Regions from separate parts of the Sus scrofa genome. Here region 1 is linked to region 2. A link is a contact called in public HiChIP or PLAC-seq data. All regions are on one chromosome and are shown on one strand. Each heading gives the region's core, a stretch centred on a gene start, on an enhancer-like site or on the middle of the called end of the contact. The rest is flanking DNA. Distances are from core to core; before and after follow the strand shown. Region 1 has its middle 16 kb from the start of TPRG1. Region 2 overlaps LPP (lipoma-preferred partner).

The links. HiChIP or PLAC-seq counts read pairs in DNA pulled down with a chosen protein or histone mark.
Region 1: a contact with region 2 is called in an H3K27ac HiChIP or PLAC-seq map of alveolar macrophages. The contact joins two enhancer-like sites. A contact is called at or near these places in 3 of 47 Hi-C or Micro-C datasets (alveolar macrophages, embryonic fibroblasts and fetal skeletal muscle) and 2 of 2 datasets of contacts at active chromatin or transcription factors (alveolar macrophages and skeletal muscle).

What each region holds. Positions count from the first base shown.
Region 1 is chr13:126,511,796-126,516,149 of Sscrofa11.1, reverse strand. No RefSeq gene overlaps it. Among named protein-coding and RNA genes, the nearest start is that of TPRG1, 16 kb to the left of the region's middle. Within about 2 kb of position 2,884, at least 14 of the 83 cell types and tissues checked have an H3K27ac peak or open chromatin away from gene starts, as enhancers often do. A contact at or near this core is called in alveolar macrophages, where this site is marked.
Region 2 is chr13:126,409,505-126,413,593 of Sscrofa11.1, reverse strand. The region is part of intron 8 of LPP (lipoma-preferred partner); the gene reads right to left. Among named protein-coding and RNA genes, the nearest start is that of TPRG1, 120 kb to the left of the region's middle. Within about 2 kb of position 2,808, at least 11 of the 83 cell types and tissues checked have an H3K27ac peak or open chromatin away from gene starts, as enhancers often do. A contact at or near this core is called in alveolar macrophages, where this site is marked.

The DNA of each region.
Region 1 (4,354 bases), core at 1,635-4,134, 100 kb before region 2:
ACCAGTCCCTTCTCTGGACCACGGGCTGCTCCTCCTCATAAGACAAGGAACAAACCCTGCCTGGCAGCCTCCTAGGGTGGCTCCCATCCTCCAAGGAGATCCAGGGTATTACAAAGTTTGGAGAGCTATAAGTCTCTGTATATTTTGAAAGCTTTTTGTGATCATATATTTTGGCAAGAAGAGAAATTGTTTGGTCTCCGCCACCCACCCTGCCATGGTCTGGAAGTGGCTAACTCAGCAGCTTTGGGCAGACCTGGGGAGGAATTCTGGCCTCCTGCCTCCTGTCCTAGTTGTTAACATTCAGCACATTGCTCTTGGATAGAAAGCAGCATAGAGATGTAAGCTTTACAAGTAACCCAGAGGGGTTGGGTGCCGCTCTCCAAGCCCTCCCCACAAGACCCCAGAAGACAGTCAAGTTGACTCTCTGAAACCTGTACTTTCTCTCCGAGCTTAACCTCTCAGAGCCAGATCAGAAACTAGGCACCAAGGACCTACTCTTTCTGGGGAAAGTTCACGGCATTTAGCTGAATCCCGACACCTCTGTGAGGCAGGTGTCATCATCACCCCACTTTCAAGGTGAGGACTGAGGTTGAGTGAGATGAAGTGAGTTGCTTAAGCCTACTCAGAATTCCAAGTCCAGATCTCTGTCTGAGTTCCTGGGCATTACATGATTGGACATGAGGCCAGCAAACCAGCTGTGAGGTGTCAGAACCAAGCTCCAAACTAGGCTGGGCCAAAGCTGGTGGACTCCTCCCTTCCTGCAAAGCACTTCTCTCTGGGAATGTTCTTGTCTAACCAGACAACAATAGTAGACATTTCGAGGCTCTGCCTCCTCAGGTCTGTTCCTGGTTTCTCTGCTCAAGGGAGTCCCTGCAGGGGACTCTTATACCCAGGACAAAGCTCTATGGTCTTCATGTGGCAGGGGACACTCTCCAGGTGACCTGCCATGTCAGTCTCACTCAGTGAGTAGGCATGGCTTGTGCAGATTCCCAGCCAGCCATGGCCTCGCCCGAGAGCCTTCCACCTTCCTGTCTGCACCTGGGGACAATTACAGTAGGTTCTAGAAGGAGTCTCTTGGTCTGCAGTCAAAACAGGACTCAGGAGAGAAGACTGTCATCCTGAAGGTGAAACAACTCTTAGATTCTCTAAGGAGATCGGGAAGCTGCGTGAGCTTTGCCTCCAAGTTTGTTTTATCCACTTCAGCCCTTGATACAGGTTCCATTCTGGATTAGGCAGTACTGGCTCTAGGACACCCTGAAGTTAAGAATTTCATTGAATCTCTGAATAAGCAAGATCTGGAGTCAAGGCTGGGGTCCCAGATAGAGTGCACTCCTCTGCTGGTAGTGGGTGTGGTGCTCCCACAGGCCTAACCCACAGTTCTGCCCCTGCCCCTCCTGGTAGCTCCACCTTTTACAGCTAAGCTTCAGGGCAGCCCCTGAGCTCTCCAGCTCTCACGTGGGCCTCCGGAAGTCTTACAGCTCACAACCCCTCAACCATGGCCTGGGGCTTCCCGGTCAGGGTTTGGTGGAGTTGGTCTGTGGCTGTAGAAGCCTTAGGCCTAGAGGCCAGCCTGACTCTGTTCCTGGGCTGCAGAAAAGCCCTCAGGCCTGGGCCTAGGCACTACTGGGAGGGGTCCAGGAGGCTGAGGATATGAAGGGCCAGTTTAGGGTTGCTGTGGAGGAGGAAGGGTGTGGAAGAGAACAGGCAAAATGCTAATGCTTCAGCTTCTTGTGCCTTCAGACTCCAGGCCTTCAGGAAGGAAGCGGCTTGGTTTCCCTGCCCCGGAACAGCAGGCTGTCAGGGATCTTATTCTGATGCTGGCCTTCTGAAAGGGCAGCTGGACACAGCCAGGGCAGGCCGGGGTCCTGGCTTGGCCTCCATAAGTGGGGCCATAAAAGGGATCTCTGGGGCTAGAAATGGGCAGGACCTAACCCCTTGGCAGGGGAAAAGACACAAGCTTGGGGCAGAGATAGGGATAGTCACAGAATTTCAGGCCCCAGAGCTTGAGGTGTCAAGGGCCTCAGGCCAAGGAAGGCCAGATTGAACCCAGGTTCTAAATAAAGGCAGAGGAATCCCAGTACCAGAGCCAAAGGGGTCAAGAAGCCATGCTGACTTGGTGCTTATTTCCCAGAGTTACTGACCCAGGGCTTCTTCAGTTCTAATTGGTTTTTTTCCTTAATGAAAATAAGATTTATGCACCACAGAAACCAGGGCCAGGCTAAGCCTTTACAAGGTCTCCATGGAATCTTGTACAAGTTACTGGAAAGAGGCTGGAAAGCCAGGAGGGGGCCTGGGAGAGCCCAACTCCATCACTAAATCCCTGTTTGGCCTTTAATAGCTCCATAGCCTCCTTGGGCCTTCGTAACCTCCTGTGTGAAATAAGGGAGTTGGATCACAGCAGAGGTTTCCAAGCTGCTGTCTGTGAAGTCCAGTGATCTGAGGAGGGGCCTCATGAGTCTCTATAAGGGTCAGAGAAGAGGGAAGCTCAGAAGGGGAGGCCAGAAGCTCCTAACACACAATTGCCTGGAATGCTGCCTTTTTTTTTTTTTTTTTTGGTCATACCCACAGTATGCAGAATTTCCCCGGCCAGGGATCGAACCTGCACCACAGCTGCAGCCCTCACCACAGCCGTGACAATGCCAGATCTGTAACCCACTGCCCCGCCAGGGAATGCCTGGAGCACTTCCATTTTGAAGTTTAATCCATTGGCAATCCATATAAGATTTTGTGTGGAAGCCACAAGAAAAAAAAAAAAAAAAAGGAAAAGGAAAGGGGGAAATAAAGAGTAGAAAAGGAAAGAAAGAAGGCAAATAGGAGCTCTGAGCTGGCTGATCTCCAAGCTGTCTCAGGCTTGTCCTTCTCTGACTCACCATGACGCTCTCCTGCTCACATTTTGAAGAACCACTTCTGCTCCCCTCTGCCATCCTCTCAGGAAAGAATCCATACATAAGCCCAGAAAAAGCCACTGGTGAGATCCCATTTCCCAGCTCTGAGGCGTGCTGGCGCGCAGAGGAGGAAATTGGGGGGGTTTATGTGGGCTGGTGGGGAGGAGAGTGGAGGCCCTGAGCTGTAAATCAGGCTCAGAGGTTTGGATTCCCCGCTGCGTGACCCTCAGATGCCCCCTCCACTCCAGAAACCGGTACACTCACACCCCAGCCAAGGGAAGTGTGCCCGGCTCTCAGGCGGCCCCTGGAAGCTGGGCCCACTCTGAGGAGTTGTTTTGATTTTTCAGGAAAAACTACTCCAAGCCAAACCTTCCCTCCCAAGAACAACACAGACAGGGATTTTCAATGTGCTCGGGGGACGAAGGCTCTGGGTGGCCCTATGCGCCGGCCTGGCCAGTAAGACCCACAGGTAACAGGCACACCTGAGTCAGTATGGATGGCGGCTAAGGGCCACTTCTTTTTACTCTAAACACCTCCCACTGCTGCCAAGTCTCCAGGCTTCCTCTTTTAGATGATTTTGCTCTCCCATGTGCCAGCCTGACTGCACGGTTGCTCATCGCTCAATACCCAGCCCTCACATCCAGGAATTCCATGATTGCCTGGAGATGTGGCAAGCCCAGCTGAAGTTGGGGACCTCCCTTATGTGCACACACACCACCCAGGGAGGACCCTCTGCTGCCCTCTCCCACAAGAGGTGGGTTGCCTTGGGACTCTCTGAGCATGTGGGTTAGTGGGATCAGCTTTGGACCAGGAATGGAGAAGTCCCTGGACCCTCCCTCTGTGAGAGTTCCAGTGGGTCACCTCTTTTTTCTGGGCCTGTTTCCTCCTCTGTGAAATATAGGGGACTTACACTCACTCACCCCACATTTACCACATACCTGCTTTCAGGTGAAGTGGTTCTCCTTGACCAAGGTCACAGCCCAAGGAATGGCCACATGGGTGAAATTAACTCAGAGGTCAGTAGGGTCGCTGATGTCAAAGGCAGTTCTGCCTCCATAAAGGCAATGGCTGCGATGCGTTCCCATCTCTCGGAAAGTTCACAGGGTAGTGAGGCAGTGTGATGTTGAAAAATAATCACCTCAATGGTCAAGTAGCAGTCACCTTGCGGTGATGTGGCTGCAGAGAGGCTGGTCCTACAGTGTGTCCCAGAAGAAGTGACCGCCACGTTGAATTTTCAAGGCTGAGCACCAAGCTGTGGGCGGGATGCGGAGAGAAGAACACGGAAATAGGAGAGTTTGGAGAATTTCAAGTAATTAACCAAGGACAAGAAACTGGGGGTGAGAAGGGCAGAGAAGACAAGAGAAGAAGCAAATCAGATCTCCAGGGCCCTCAGGCTTTGTATATTTCAGATTCTGGAGTTACTATGTTTTATTGTTCTTTGTTTTTTGTTTTTGTTTTTTCCTGAAGGC
Region 2 (4,089 bases), core at 1,559-4,058:
TGTTTAATGACCTCAGTTTCCTTTCTCAGAGGAGAAAGTGTGGCCAATGACTACCTTGTCAGTTACTAGGGACTCTTTCAATGCCAAAGTTCAATGCTTTTAAAACCCGGGAAAGTTCTGTACTAAGTTCTGAGTCTTTAGGAAGAGCAGAAACAGCCATTCCTTTATTTTTTTATTTTTTATTTAATTTATTTATTTATTTAGGTCTTTTTGCTATTTCTTTGGGCCGCTCCCTCGGCATATGGAGGTTCCCAGGCTAGGGGTTGAATCGGAGCTGTAGCCACTGGCCTACGCCAGAGCCACAGCAACGCGGGATCCGAGCCGCGTCTGCAACCTACACCACAGCTCACGGCAACGCCGGATCCTTAACCCACCGAGCAAGGGCAGGGACCGAACCTGCAACCGCATGGTTCCTAGTCGGATTCGTTAACCACTGCGCCACGATGGGAACTCCAATTTTTTATTTTTATTTTTTGTATTTCCAGCCATTCCTTTAAATGCCAGAAAGAAATGAGGTATTAAGGAGTTCTTAGGGAGCTGCTATGCTCCTTCCCGTGAAAAAGTCATCCCACATAGGAGGTATCAATAGATCACTCAATACAGTCCCAAGGTATAAACTGGATTAATGCCCCCAAATTGTTTAAGGATGTTTTCTGCAATCTCAATGTATAGAATACAGGACTAAGTAAATTGTGGTATAAAAAAATCATGTAGTATAAATGTTCCACAATATAAAAAATTAAATTCTTAGAGTATACTTTTGGGAAAAATGTGCCTGGAAATAAAAGTGATTTGGAATAAAGCTACACACACATATTATATTAAGAAACACATAAATAGATATCCAATATATAAGCATAAATTTTATATAATACATAAACCTAGGATTATTTATATATGTAATTTATTTGATTGCAGTTTTTTTCTTTTTGGCCACACCCACAGCATGCAGAAATTCCCAGGTCAGGGATCAAATCCACACCACAGCAGTGACTCAAGCTGCAATAGTGACAATGCTGAATCCTTAACCCACTGAGCCACAAGGTAACTCTAATATGACTGCAATTTTTTTTTTTAAAGAAAAAGATTAGCAGGTAAGCTATTCCAAAATGTTTATAGTAATTAAATAGTGAATTATGGAATGACAGGTGATTTGAAATGTCCTTGTCTTTCCAAAAATGTGTCTATAAAAAAATGTTGAATATCCTAATAAAAAAGATGTAAAACAATAATTCCCCACGATGGAATCACAATTAAAAAATTTAATCACAATTAAAAAATCCAGGAGTTTCTGTTGTGGCACAGCAGAAACGAATCCAATTAGGAACCATGAGATTGCAGGCTCAATCCCTGGCTTCTCTCAGTGGGTTAAGAATCTGGCATTGTTGTGGCTGTGGTGTAGGCCGGCAGCAACAGCTCTGATTAGACCCCTAGCCTGGGGACCCCCATATGCGGCAGGTGCAAAAGACACACACACACACACACAGACGCACACACACACTGATGCCTAGGACCCACCTCCAGATATTCAGTCTGGGTTGCTGCCTGTGTATCAGAATTTTAAAAGCACCCAGGTAACTCTAATGTTTAGCTATAACTGAGAGCCAGTTTTTAAAGTGTGTTTCTTTTCAACCATTTGCTTCATTTATTTTAAATATACATGTTCAAAAAAGAATTTGACTTGAATTACATGTAAAAGTCAAATCCATTACGATTGCTGCAATTAAAATCTGAAAAAAAAATCAGAGACTACGAAGAAGAATGGAGGAGAGAACTGTACAGAAACCTAAAAAAAGATAGTTACTGTAGCACAGCATTAAATTTAGGTTTAAGCTTCCTGGTGGCCAGGACAAAGAAGGAATTTAATATAAAAATTATATTAAAGAAATCTAGAACTGAATTCTTAGAGAAGATTACCTTGCACATTTAAAGAATAACATAGTAGAAAACATCTTCAACAACACTTTCACAAAAAATACTAAGATAACTTTTCTTACACAAGTTTCTTAAACCGAGTTCTCATAAAAGCCAAAGGTAAAAATATAAGTAAATTATAAACTGTTAGATTTTAATTTTATGAAGCATTTCAGTGGCACACTGAGCTAAATGGTCCTGGCTTACTGTAGTTGACAATACAATTATATATAATAAAAAGGATTATTCAAAACATTGAAAATGAAAATGTGTATCCTTTTCATTGAGCTTCCATATATCTGAAACAGAGAAGACAATTTCTCAGTTTAGCACCTTCTAATACGTAAACTGACCAGATGAAGGAAATTTCAGTTGGGATATGCTAAGGAGTGGGGTATCTTGGGGAGATGAAAATACAAAAAAAGAACGAAGTAGGTTTTTTTGGGAAGAATATTCTACGTGAACTTTTGAGAACTGCTTTTCATCTTTTATCCCAATTAGTGCACCTAGATTCAGACAGCTGTAAACAAAAAGATACACACATACTTTTGTATTTTATCGACATTTTAGTGATAGATAACTTCCAACATATTTCGTAACTTCCACTATTTTAGTGATAAACATTTGACTCAAAAGAACTTGAAATTTTCAACTTGAGTCTCTTCTGATTTTTACTCTATTGCACACACACACACGCACACACAAATTTATAGGAGAGTAAAACATACCGGGGAGTAGAGTAGAGAAGTTTCACAAGGGAAAATTTTTGAACTTTAACACAGAAGCAATGATTTATTGCTAACAGTGTTTAATGTGAGGGCTTTAGAAATGTGCTTGCCACACTTCCTTGGGAGACTCTGCTAAAAACAAAACCAACCCTATTACATAACAGCGAAAATAACTCAAACCTTGTGGACTTTGCGTGTGTAGTTGAAGTCACAGACTCTATGTAACCTTTTGAAACCTTGACTCTGCTTCAAGCTTCAAGGGCATCAGGCTTCTTTTTCAGATAAGATGGCCAAAGATTATACATACATATATACAATTTAATCTCTGTAGGCTTTTAAATTGATGGCTGGCAGAGTTAATTGCTTAAAAGACAGGTTTGATCATGGGATTTCATGGCTCACAAACTTTCCTGTTGACCCCCAGAGGTGAGTACAGCATTCAGGACCCCCATGAGCCAGTCATAAATGATCCTTCTACCTTTGTTTTATACTTTTGTCTTTTTATATTCCTTCCTCACTGGCTGGATGCTCACCATCCACATGTTTAACTTTTCTGCCTCTAATCTCCCCTCAAGTTCTTCAATCTTTCTCCTCCTTTCCAACCAACATTATCTGTCAAAGAATCTACTCAGTCTTTAATACCCAGTTCCCACCTCCTCTACACAGTACTCCTAATCACCTAGTTAGCATAGGTCCCTTTCTCACCCCATTTTATATTTCTATTACAACCCTGTTCAAATTCAACTTTTATGCTTTTGTAAACAAATTAATATTTTTCCTTCCTATTACAAATTCCCAGAAGGTAGACCTTGCTGTGTGGGTCTTTGTAGCCTCTACAGCGAGGCATATTATAGATATTCAGTACATAGTTTTAAAAATGTTGTTGAAATCTTAAAACCAAAGTAATCAAATAAAGTCATACAGGAATAATAGAGACGGCAAAACTTTCATAAGTTATACCCATATAGAAATAACATATGTGTTGCAACTCTTTAGAGAAGAAAGAAAACAAATTCTTAAATTAGCTTCAACTGAATTCTCACGATAATTATCAGACAATTATCTTCATGGAAAATTATCTTTTCTTCCTACAACCTACAAAATAGATGCTGACCATACAAGGCTAGGAAAGAAGCTGGCATGTATTAAGTGTTTACAAGGAGTCAGGTCTTTCAAATATGTAATCCAGTAGTAATACTGCAAGGAAGAAACTTAACCCCTCCCACACTTTTTAAAATTTGAATTAACAGACCAAGAAATGTAAAAAATTTGCCCAAGGTCATGCTGCCAGAAAACAGTACAAACTCTAAACTGTAGAATTACAAAATCTACACAACTTCCACTCCACCAAGCTGCCTTTCATGTGTGTGTGTGTGTGTGTGTGTGTGTGTGTAAACACACATGAATTTCTCTTAAGATAAAAAAGTGAATAGTTCTTATTCTACCT